2 separate regions of the Gossypium hirsutum genome follow, and region 2 is linked to region 1. A link is a contact called in public Hi-C data. All regions are on one chromosome and are shown on one strand. Each heading gives the region's core, a stretch centred on a gene start, on an enhancer-like site or on the middle of the called end of the contact. The rest is flanking DNA. Distances are from core to core; before and after follow the strand shown.

Region 1 (6,242 bases), core at 1,987-4,486:
GCAGGATCTTTCTCATACCCTTTCTCAAAAATAGGAATCTGACAAGGTGCAACAAGTAGCAAGTCAGATAAAAACAAACTGTAGCTATGCCAATAATACATGTTGGTACATGAAACAATCCGCCTTTGAAGATAATGGCCCAAATGTGTCAAAAATATAACATTTAAGATTGATGTGATACCTGGAGTCTACGTGGATACCTGGAGTCTACGTGCATGTGTTCTCAACTGCTCAACAGCACCAGAACGGAATGTATCACAAGCAGCCATCATAACACTAACATTGTGCTGCAGAAGCCAGTAAGCAACCTACAAAACAACATTGACTTTGAAGGTTGGCCAATTGTACCAGAAAGCGTGTCCCTAAGTACAAAACTGTATATAGAGCAGTTAAATCAGCTTAACCTTGGCGAGATTAGTTGATTTCCCAACTCCATTAACGCCAACAAAGACAACAACATATGGCTTCCTCTGTTCCTTGGCAGCATGTACATCCCTCAGTATGTCAATGGAGCGCCTGGGAGTTAAAATACGAACAAGGGCATCTTCCATGGCAGCCTGCAGTCACGGATTACAATACACAAGTAAATTTATAGAAAATTAAAAGGCAGGAAAGCTAAAAGAAAAAGAACAAAGAAAAGTTATGTTGGAAAATTTGCAGACCTGAACTGTCGAAGAGACCCTTGTGAATGAGGCCAGCTTTTTCCCTTCAAGACTTGCAGCTACTGATTCACAAAGCTTCTCAGCTATCTCTTCAGCCTGTAAATGCCACATAAAATGGAAGATCCTCAGAATGTTCAGACGCACTAATACATCAGAAATCAAGTATGTCAAATTAGCAGAAGACATACCACATTCTTGGTCATAAGCCCATCTTTGAGAGCCTTCAAAGCTGGTTCCAGGTCTTCCTTCTCCAAATTAGCCTTTCCAGCAAAACTGAGCCCAACAAAATAGATAATGAATAAATGATGCAATTGCATGGTAAATTCAACAATGGTGATGATTAAAGCTTCTCATGCAAGTTGTATAAAGCCCACATGAAACATGGCCTAGGAGCATATAGTACTTTATCCAAATTAAAGCTAGCACAATAAGAGTCATCTTAAGATAAGATGAGAAACGAAAAAGACTCAAAACTCCTTTTGGCTAGAATAAGTAACAATGAATAAAAAAATGATGTCTAACTATTTCATTCTTTAACTGGTAAAGCCTAAGAGAAGAAATCTCAAAAATTGACTACTTATGCCACCTTCTGCACAGTTTACTACTGAGCCACATAATAACAACATTGAAGTGATCAACTCATTAAACCACATCTGCAGCTCCTGTTGAAAGTGGCTTTATGAACAATAAATAAAAAGTAATGAGAACATACTTTGTGACAAACATCTGAACAGTGAACACAATATAAGCTATGGATTTTAAAAAAAAAGGGAGGAGGGAGGTAGGGCCCTCCAATTTCAAAGAATAGATGTATCCAACAATAAAAGTAAGGACCAAAATGATGGAACTACATCAATAAATTACCTCTGGAACATAAAGGAAAACCAACCCTTTTTCTTAGCTTCAGGCTTGCTATCCTTCTGCACGTTGTCATCTACTTCACCTTCACTATCACTGCTGATAATCTCTTCTACGTCCATCATACTTTCGCCTTGATTTGCTGCAACAACTTCTATATTGTCATTTCCACTTCCGTTTCCATCCACTGGATCAGTAAAGTCCAGTTTTGTCTCCGGAGGTGCATCATCCCAAACTCTATTCTTCTTTGTAGCCTTTTTCTTAGGGTCCGGCTTGGAACCCTTGTTAACAACAGTATCAGTTTTCTTTCCACCTTTAGTTCTTTTCTGAAGCTTACTTACATCAAAAGCACTAATATTGGAGCTAGTATTTTCTTTACCATTAACAACACCTGCCCTAGGTTCTTCCATCTCAACATGATTACCATTGGAGTGTCCATTCTCCAATTTATGACCTTTCGCTTTATCACCATCCCCACCATCAGTAGCCAAGCTACCCTCACTCTTCTTACTTCCTTTATCAGAACCAGCTTTCTGCACCTGCCCTTGCTTCTTTTTATTATTGACAGGCTTATCCGTCTGTTTTGATTTCTTTAACTCCTCAGCCCTAGCTTCTGCCTCCCTCCTAAGCTGCCTAAAAGTTTCATCGAAGTCATTATAGACCGTCCTTTTTGGATCATAAATCTCCGAAAACTCACGTCTCATCATCGCAAGAAGCTCATCCACATACAATAGATGGAGAATACGTTGATACACAGCAACGAATACAAGACCAAGCTCATTATGGAATGTCCACTTGAGGGTATAAGAAGCTCCTGGGGCATCATAGCTATATGATGCTGCACCAGACCGTTCCTCCAAAAGACAGGACCGGATCAAGGTGTCAATTGGTGACCCTTTAAGAGCATTTCCAAGCTCTTTACAAGTCCAGAGGATTAACCCTCCTCTGGTAAATATCAGCAACTGCTCTAACATACTTTAATCTCAATAAATCTCCTGCAATAAAATCAAAGAAAGCTCAAAATTTCAAATGCCCAACAAATTTAAATGATTTTTCAAACAAAAAACTTAACGTTTTTTCTCCATCCTTTAGAAAAACATATCCTATATTAGTTCAGAACATCAATAGACATGTTTCAATAATTGAACTAAGAAAGCATGGATTTTGAAAATTACTCATTGAAACAAGCAAAAGACTTTAAAAACGAGTTTTTAAAATGATCGATTTGATCTTTTCTTGAAGGAAAAATAATAATTATTAAAAAAAGAAAGAAAATCATGATCCGCAATAGAAATTCAACCTAAAAATCTACGAAACTAGGTTCGAATTCAAGCCGATTCTTAGATCACCGAATCACAATCAAAGATAAACCTCAACGCAAGCATAGAAATGAAAAAAATTAAACAAAATCGACATAAAGCAGATTCATATAAACACTGAAAAAGTTAATAAAAAGGAAAAATACCTGTTTCTTTGGAATCTTCAAAATCCTACAAAAAGAAAAAGAAAGATAAAAGAATACAAGAGGTTAATTTGAAAGAGAAAAAATTAAAAAGAAAAAATTTGAGAAAATGTTTATGGTGTGGGTGTATACATAGGTCGTTTAATTAAATAAGATTAAAAAAAAAATGAAGTTTTTGGAAGGGTAATAAAAAGTGAATCTGGGTTTGACCAGATTTCTTCAACGAGACAAAATTGGGCGCACGCCACTGTAAAAAAAAAGCGTTTTAAATATGACTCTACTTTCTTTCTTTTTTTTATGAATTTACTCCCTAATTTAAAAATTAAACTTTAATTTATAATATCATTAATAAATTATTTGTTAAATTTAAATTTGTTATATTTTAGTATTTAAAGTTCTGATTTGGAAATTAAAGTGTTGTTGATAACAGATATTTAGATTTAATATAATGTTTTGTTTGATAATTTACTGAAATAATTTATGTTATTTAAGTTTTTAGACATGTTTGATAACAAATATAAAGGGTCATGCACAATTTTATGTGGAAGTGTTCGAGTCTCTTCATGTGCGGTTATTATGAATGAGTTCTAATTCTATCAATTTGTTAGCTTTAGTATGGATTGTAATTACCCAAACTATTTATTTGTGATAGTTTAATAATTATGGATACTTTAAAAAAAACTATTGAAAAATAAAATGAGGGGTGCACTTAATAAAAAAATACATTTATTCAATTTATACTTTTATTTTTGTCTTTTACATTATCTATTCATCTTTAAATTATAAATCAATCCATAATAATTTAAAATAATTATTTTTATTATTAATTTGGACATTTTAAAAAATATTTATTTTTTAATTTATGATATGTTTATATTTAAAATTTTAATTTATATAAAATATTTTTATATTTAAATTCAAATAAATTGTAAAAATATAAAATAAAACATTCAAAATTTAACATTTACATTAAACAAACAATATATTTATGTTCAACATTTAATTTGATGAAGCAACTTTTATAATTCAGGTTAAATACTTATTAAATTCAACTTTAAAAATTTAAGAGTTAAATTTTAAGTTTATCAAGTCAGTTAATAGCATTACCAATTGAAATTTAATTTTTTATACAATACTTAAAATTACCCATAATTCCTATAAATAAATACACTTTAGTATGTATTTGAACCCAAGTTTTCCTGCACTTGCAATAATACCTATATTAACCGAACTAAGACTCAATCGATAATTAAATTCTAATTTTTAAATCATATAAGTAAATAGATTAAATTTCTGAAATTAAAAATAAATGAATTAAGTTTCAAAAGGGACTGAATACAGAATTAGATCGAAATAAAATAACTGCCACGTCACGGCAATGTTTTTACTTGAGGTTTTCAGACATTTTGGGGGAGTTAAGAAACAAAAAAGAAAATCTATTAAAACCGCGTTTCTGGAGTTACAATGTACGCCACGTGTCGGCAAGTTTCTGAAGTAACGGAACACTGCGTTTTACACCGTAACCATGTTTTATGCTGCATCACGTTTATTAGAGGTAGCAATTGGGTGGGTCAAATTTCAAATCGGATAAATCTGAGTCTGGTAAATTCAAGTCCAAAGCTTTTTGAGTGATTTTGGATTCGGTTTTGGGTTTGGATTAGTTTTCAATTTTTTATTATTTTGGGTTCTCGCAAAATTCAGTCAGGGCCGGCCTTAAAATAGAAAATAATTATTTTAATCATTTAGAAAATTTTAAAATTTTAAATTAGTAAAGGTAAAATTATATTTTGACATCATTTAAATTTATAAAAAATTAATTTGATCTTTTAAAAATTATAAAATATAAACTATTAAAAATTAAAATTTCATTTCGGCCCCCTAAAAAAGTTTTCTAGCTTCGCTCCTGTGTATGGGGTGAAATTTATTAAAATCAATTCAACTAAGCTGTCAATTTTCAAGTTTGGAAGATTAGTCGATTTGTAACAAATTTTTAGATAGAATCCAAGCATTTTTGAGCTGAGATGTCTACATAGAGTTTGAAGAGTTACCTCCTAGCTTCAAAATTCACTTTTAATAATCAATTTCAAGTCCGGGAGCTCAAGTTATGACCATTTTATTGAAGATTACGCGAGTAAAATATTTGGACGAGATTATTATGGGAAATTATGATTTCAAACTTGAATTCAAGTTTAAATCATATTGGGTTCAAGTTTAAGGCCTAATTTTAATTATATATGACCTCAATATTTTGTGTATATATATATCTATATTAAGTTTTATTATTTTCTTATTTATTTATTACGAATTTTAAGATATTTTTAAGTATTTAAAGTTGTGAGGAGTTCTATGTTTCTTAGTCAACAAGAAAGTTTAGTTTTACTAAAACTATTTATTTTTTAGATTAATCAGAGTTTCATTAAACTTAAGAGTTTTATATGGACGTAATTAACTAGCATATATAAAGACATCTTCATTATTCATTAAATGTACTAATTCATTTATTAATAAAGTTTTCAACTCTTGGAGTTAATTTCTTTCATGCAAGATTGCTTTCTTGTAATTTTGAGAAGTGATTTTTCTTCTTGATTTTCTTTTAGGAGTCATAAGAATTCATTCTTCATCCTTCAACTTGAAGGATTATTTCTAGGAGGGTTGACTAGAGCCATTAATTGAATTTGTTAGGGTTTATATCTCAAAGGGTTTAGTTGGACAACTATCTTCTATCCATATCCATCGGTTTATTCAATTCATCTTCCACCTTTTAATTTACGTTTTCTTTATTTATCTATGTTTTGAATCTTTATTTTTTCTTGAATTTCTTCTTTTAGTGTTATTTATTTATTTATTTATTCTTTCAGGTTAGATTCGAATATTTTTTCGAGTCGAACAACTTGAATACGATCTCGATCTATTGCCCCTATCATTTGGTATCCGATTTGAGCGTTTTTGAATTTTTTTTTCTTATGCTAAATAAATTGTTTTCACTCATTTTTCTTAAACAACCTTTAAAAATTATTTTTTACCCTGAAATTAAAAAAAAACATTGATTTTAGTTGGTAAACTAATTCAAACCGAAAACTAACCTAGACACAAAATGATATGAAATCAAGATAACTTGAACAAAAAGTTGAAATAACTTAAAACCAAAATAACTTAATCTAAAAACCCAAAACTCAAAATCAACTGATCAAAATCTAAAATGATTCGAACCTAAAATTGACATAAACCCAAAAAGACTTGAACACGAAATTGACTTGTAA
Region 2 (6,242 bases), core at 1,528-4,027, 400 kb after region 1:
TGTGAAATGAACCAAAAAGAATTGTGTGGGTGATGGATGTATCTAAATTGCCTTGAATAACACTGATCAAAAGTCACATTGCTGCCCCCACCAAATTACTCTAAACAAAAACTTAATTAATTAGGTAGGTAGGACCAAATGAGGAAACTTTCCCCTCTTCCTCTCTTAATTTTCATTGGAACACCTTATCAGTTGGGCTGATTATTGTATAATTTAAATATGATTTTTAAAATGAGAGTTTGGTTGGGTCAAATTATTTATATTATTTGATTTATACTAATTTTAGATTGAAGTGAATTAATTTTTATTATCAAGAATTAAATTGGAATATAGAATTTGGATAAACCTAAGCCTCAAGAATATTTATATTTATCCTTTTAACATGCAATAAATTTCAATGCTTTCTTATCTTAATCATGCATGTTCGATCAACGTATATTCATATTCCTAAATTGCGCAAGATAACGTATAACAGCCCAACAATTTGACACGTTTGAAAACATGTTTTTTTTGACTTTTTGGTAATGAGTTTTGCATGCTCTTCCTTTCTTGTCTCAAATAAAATGCTAAATTTCCATTTTAAGGTGTAACAATGTTATTATTTATTTCTTACCTTTCCCCCCCTTCTATAAAATTTCCCACAGCTGTATAGCTTTATAAAACAAGGCATGAAAGGAAAAAAGCTTTAACTCATAACGTTGCTTAATTAAGGTTGGATAACGTTACTTAATTAAGTCAGTTCTATGAATTGGGACGAATCCTTTATAAAAGTACTATATAATTAATGATTTATGCCTAATAATAAAATATTAGATAAACTACAAAATTGTCATTTTTGTTTGTTTCAGATTACATTTTAGTCACTTATGTTTGAAATGTTACGTTTTAATCACTTACGTTATCGTTTTATTACAAAGTGGTCTCTACCATTAAGCTCCGTTACCTCCCTAACGACGGTCCTACGTGACAGTCCAAATGAGTTTTAAATTCCAACTTAGATGTCCTACGTGGTAGTCTAAATTAAATTTATTTAATTAAAAACCTATTTTCATTCCAGCAACTGGACATCCAAGTTAGCATTTAAAACCAATTTGGACTGCCACGTAGGACTGCCGTTAGAGAGGTAACGAAGTTTAACAGTACAGTGACCACTTCGTAATAAAACAATAACGTAAGTGACTAAAATGTAACATTTCAAACATAAGTGACTAAAATGTAATCTGAAGTAAATGAAAGTGACTATTTTTATAATTTACCCTAAAATATTTCTCCTATTTGTAATCACCTAGGTCTAAACGTAGAGGATTTATTTCTCATCTAAAAACAAAATTTTATAAATTTTAATACAATAAAATATGCTTTAATTTTTTTATAGAATTTTAGTTGGTTTATTTTTATTTAAAAAATTTAATCTCTCTATTTTTCTAATTAAAAAGTAAGTTCAATTGTTAGCACTATTACAATTCCTTTATTAAATTTAAGTTCATTACAACATTATTTTCTTGTCACATGGCTACCAAATGAGTTTCTTTTTTCTTTTTAAAAATTAAAAATGTCACGATAACAAATTCAACAAAAGAATTTTAATAGTATTAATAATTGGGCTTGAATTTGAAATTTGAAAAGAAGAGGGGTTAAATCCCTAGACATAATAAAAAGTTGAGGGACTAAATTTAAAATGTAGGAAGATTATAGGGACTCAAAGCATATTTTAGCCTTTTATATATTTGGGTTGTTTTTATATTGTATATTTTAGGATTAATATATCATTTGCCACCTTAGCTTAGTTTCAATGTTCAATTTGGTATCCATACCAAACAACATCATATAATCCAATGAATGTTTAACTCGAGTGCTTTAGTAAAAATGCATAGGTACTTAATTGGGAAAAAAAAGGTTAGGTACCAAATTGAACATCAAAGTCAAACTCAAGTACTCAATTACAACAAATTAAAAAATTTAGGTACCGAATATTGAAGCCAAACTTAAGTATCAAATTGGAGAAAAAACTCAAGTACCAAATTAAATATTAAAGACAAACTCATGTACCAAATAGTATATATTAACCCTATATTTTAGGCAAAATTATAATATCAATAATTTATTTTATATAAATTTTGATACTTTAAATTATCATATTTTTAACAATGATTTAATTTATATCATAAGTTATTTAGTTTCTACCTACAAAACCGAAGCTTAACATAGATCATATAAGGAAAAATACCTATCATATATGGAATTGCTTCACATATTTGTAACTTTTCATGGATTTATGAGAGGAAAAAAAGACATCTATATTTCAAATTGACAATTTATGATCGGAGAACAAAAAAAAAAAACAGTAAGATTATAATTGAAATTTCACTATGATCAGAAAGATCAATGGTAGTATAAAATCCAGAAATTACTCCCTCTATTTTATTTGTCAAAATTTAGTTCGAAAGTCAAGAAGTTAGTTTAATTATCGGTCATACATGGATTTGAATTGGTGAATTTTATTAATTCGTTTCATATAAATTGTTTAATTATTATTTTTACTGATGTGGTGCGTATGAATAGTTGAATTGTTATTTTATATAAAAAATATTTAACAGTGTTATCCAATTAAATTAACTTGTTAATTTTCGTAAAGCAAAAGGGAAATACCTTAACCAATTAAAGTAGGAGGACTAACTTCTTAATTCTTGTAAAATAAAGGGACCAATTAAAATAGACTCAATTTTAAGATAATAAAGGGAGTATAACAACAAATAGGCCAATTATAAAAAACCAACAAAAGCAAAAGTGGTAAGTGGTATTGAAAATGGTGGTGGGGGAGAAGATAGAGAGTATTGAAGGGGAAAAAAAAAAAAACGACATTTTTGCTCAAATACATTGCATGTGGGTATCTTTCCAGTGTATTATCACATACCCAAACCTCTCTCCTCTCATCATAAAAACAACCCCTTTTTTCCTTTACCTCTCATCTTTCATTTCTCATTCTCCACAGTTTCTTTCTTTCACTCTTTTTTTTTGCCCTATCTAATAGGGTTCCCATCATCTTCAAGCTCCAGTCTTTCTCATGCATTCGTGTCTTCAAGCCATACACGGTGACGTTTTAGCCTTCTTCCTTTTTGGGTCTCTCTTTGGAGGGTTTTTGGGCGTGGAACAGTGCATATTTGACCTCCCGGGGTTTTTTGAGCTGTACTCATGTCAAAGCTCTTTGCTTTTAGTGGTAAGCTCCTCATATTTGCTAGTTATTGTTTTTTTTTTTTGTAAAATTTTCAGCTGTTGTCTTATATGTGGATACCCTTTTTCTTTATATGAACAAATTTTAGATTTTTGAGTTATCTTAGGTAACTTAGGGTACTCGTCTTTATCGTTATTGTAAAAGTATCATGGATGGTTTTAATAGCCTTTTAGCAAAGATTTTTGTTTCATGGTATTTGGTTGACTGGATAAATGTGGAATTTTTTAGTCTTGGCTGTAAATTAGTTAATTCAGTTAGATAAGGGAGGAAAAAAATTAGCAGCCTTTAGGTGATTCTAGTTGTAGATTAGGTGCCTTTGGAACCAATCTGATTGTTCATTTTTTTCATGCCACTTATTAGTTTAGCCCTCAACTGTCAAATATGTGAAGAGATTTTGATGTTATGGACGAACTTTGAGGATGTTTCTTACCTTAATTTCTTTTATGGTTTTATGATTCTTTCTACTTGAAAGCAATAAAGGAGTTTTGGTTGTAGATCAGGTCTATTCTGAATGGATCTGTTCGGACGACTGTCTTTTAGGCAGTAGGTTGTTTGTTCAGTTACATAGGACAGGACTACATCTGAGATGGATTTTTCTGAGTTATAAGCTCCATCTAGTTCATGGATCTTGTATGGTGTGAAAGTTAAATATTCTTAGGTTTCTTTGTTAGCCTCCTTATGTAGCTCTTAGGTCCCTAGACAAGTGCTATTTGATCAATAAACATCTTTCAAACATTTTAGCTCGGTTTTCTTGTAATTTGCTTTGTTGATCTCATAGTTCTTTGTATTGGTTTGCAGGAAGTGATGATTTTTGCCCTGGGGGGTCAATCTACCCAAACCTCAAGGAGTCAAGTCTCTTTTTGTACCCTAACCAGGATGTGTATTTCCCTCCTTGCAAGAGGTACCGCATCAGTGCCCCATTCGTTTTCGCTGGAGGGAAGTTTGAGCAAAAGAAGCCTTCAATCGAGGTCCTCCCCGATGAATGCTTATTTGAAATCTTCAGACGGTTACCTGGAGGCCAAGAGAGGAGTACCTGTGCTTGTGTTTCCAAGCGCTGGCTTACACTTGTAAGCAACATCCGTAGAGATGAAATCAGTGATAATAAAACCCCCCAAGCTTCGGATCTTGAGCACGAGAATACCGATAAGAAAGGTGGAGTTTCTTCTGAGGATGTAGATTTGGATGTTGAGGGTGATGGATACCTCTCAAGGAGTTTGGATGGGAAGAAAGCAACAGATATTAGACTTGCATCTATTGCTGTCGGAACAGCTAGTCGTGGAGGATTGGGGAAACTTTTCATTCGAGGAAGCAAGTCCAGGCATGGAGTAACTACTGTTGGCCTCAGAGCCATTTCCCGCGGGTGCCCTTCTTTAAGGGTTCTTTCCTTGTGGAATTTGTCTTCTGTTGGAGATGAAGGTCTTTGCGAGATTGCCAACGGGTGTCACCAGCTAGAGAAGCTTGACCTTTGCCACTGTCCCTCAATTACTGATAAGTCTTTGCTTGCTGTAGCAAAGGGCTGCCCTAACTTGACTGATCTGACCATCGAGGGTTGTGCAAACATTGGAAATGAAGGTCTTCAAGCAATAGCACGTAGCTGTCCCAATCTAAAGTCCGTTTCCATCAAAGATTGCCCCCTTGTTGGAGATCAAGGAGTTGCGAGCCTGTTGTCTTCAGCCTCATATTCCCTCACAAAAGTCAAGCTCCAGGCCTTGAACATCACTGATGTCTCTCTTGCTGTTATCGGACACTATGGCAAGGCAGTGACCGACCTTTCTCTCACTAGCCTTCCAAATGTGAGTGAAAAGGGCTTCTGGGTAATGGGTAATGGTCATGGACTACAGAAATTGAAATCTTTCACAGTTACATCCTGCCGTGGAGCGACAGATTCGGGACTTGAAGCTGTTGGAAAAGGTTGCCCGAATTTGAAGCAGTTATGCCTCAGTAAATGCCCTTTCTTATCTGATAAGGGGTTGTCGTCTTTAGCCAAAGCAGCCGGTTCACTAGAGTGCTTGCAACTGGAGGAGTGCCACAGAATCTCCCAGTTTGGGTTTTTTTGCTCCCTTATTAACTGTGGTGCAAAGTTGAAGGTTATTTCCTTTGCAAACTGTTTAGGCATTAAGGACCTAAACTCGGGATTGCCACCTCTATCCCCTTGTGAATCCCTTAGATCTTTGTCCATCCATAACTGCCCTGGTTTCGGCGATGCTAGCTTGTTTGCGTTGGGGAAGTTGTGCCCTCAACTGCAGCATGTAGAGTTGTGTGGGCTTCATGGAATAACAGATGCTGGGGTTCTCCTGTTGCTCGAGAGTTGTGAGGCTGGTTTATTAAAGGTTAATCTCAGCGGTTGTGTGAATTTGAGCGACAAAGTTGTTCAAACGATCTCCAACTTGCATGGGTGGACTCTAGAACTGCTGAATCTCAATGGTTGCAAGATCAGCGACGCTAGTTTAGTTGCAATTGCCAAAAACTGTCAGTTGCTAACTGATCTCGATATCTCCAAGTGCACCATCACCGATTCTGGAATCGCAGCTCTGGCTCATTTCAATCCGATTAATCTGCAGATCCTTTCGGTATCTGGGTGCTCTATGGTTTCAGACAAAAGCTTGCCTTCACTTGGAAAACTGGGTGAGACCCTCTTGGGGTTAAACCTACAGCAATGCAAAGCAATCAGCAGCCGTGCCGTGGAGCTACTTACGGAGCAGCTATGGAGGTGTGATATCCTTTTCTAAACTAATGCATACAAACTCCTCCATACATAGATTTTTCAGAACAGCCTTTGCAAGTAGCCAGCAGCTTTTTCCTCCAGTACTTGGTCCCCTTTTCCAGGGAATACGGTCGTTCTTTCTTTCTTTCTTTTTTGCAGGTTTCCATCATCCGGGATGATCTGCTACTACTTTGTGAGCCTGACAATGGGCGTCGGTTTCTTCATGGCTGAATTTCCCTGAGATGGGTTCTGGATTTTTGCTTAGCCTTTGTGCATATTTGCTTTAGGCGAAAGCTTTTGCTTAAT

The links. A called contact is a pair of places that touch in the nucleus more often than the background predicts.
Region 2: a contact with region 1 is called in a Hi-C map of leaf, with 3 times the contacts expected there. The contact joins the promoter of LOC107901610 here to the promoter of LOC107901598 in region 1. A contact is called at or near these places in 2 of 34 Hi-C or Micro-C datasets (both in leaf).

Annotation. Positions count from the first base shown.
Region 1 is chrD06:22,881,912-22,888,153 of Gossypium_hirsutum_v2.1, forward strand. LOC107901598 (signal recognition particle receptor subunit alpha homolog) reads right to left here and starts at 3,237. Exons shown (of 10, transcript XM_016827663.2): 1 at 2,986-3,237; 2 at 1,527-2,515; 3 at 851-935; 4 at 663-758; 5 at 405-557; 6 at 201-308; 7 at 1-38. The coding sequence starts at 2,494.
Region 2 is chrD06:23,279,050-23,285,291 of Gossypium_hirsutum_v2.1, forward strand. LOC107901610 (EIN3-binding F-box protein 1) reads left to right here and starts at 2,778. Exons shown (of 2, transcript XM_016827681.2): 1 at 2,778-3,217; 2 at 4,031-6,242. The coding sequence starts at 3,193. The coding sequence ends at 5,961.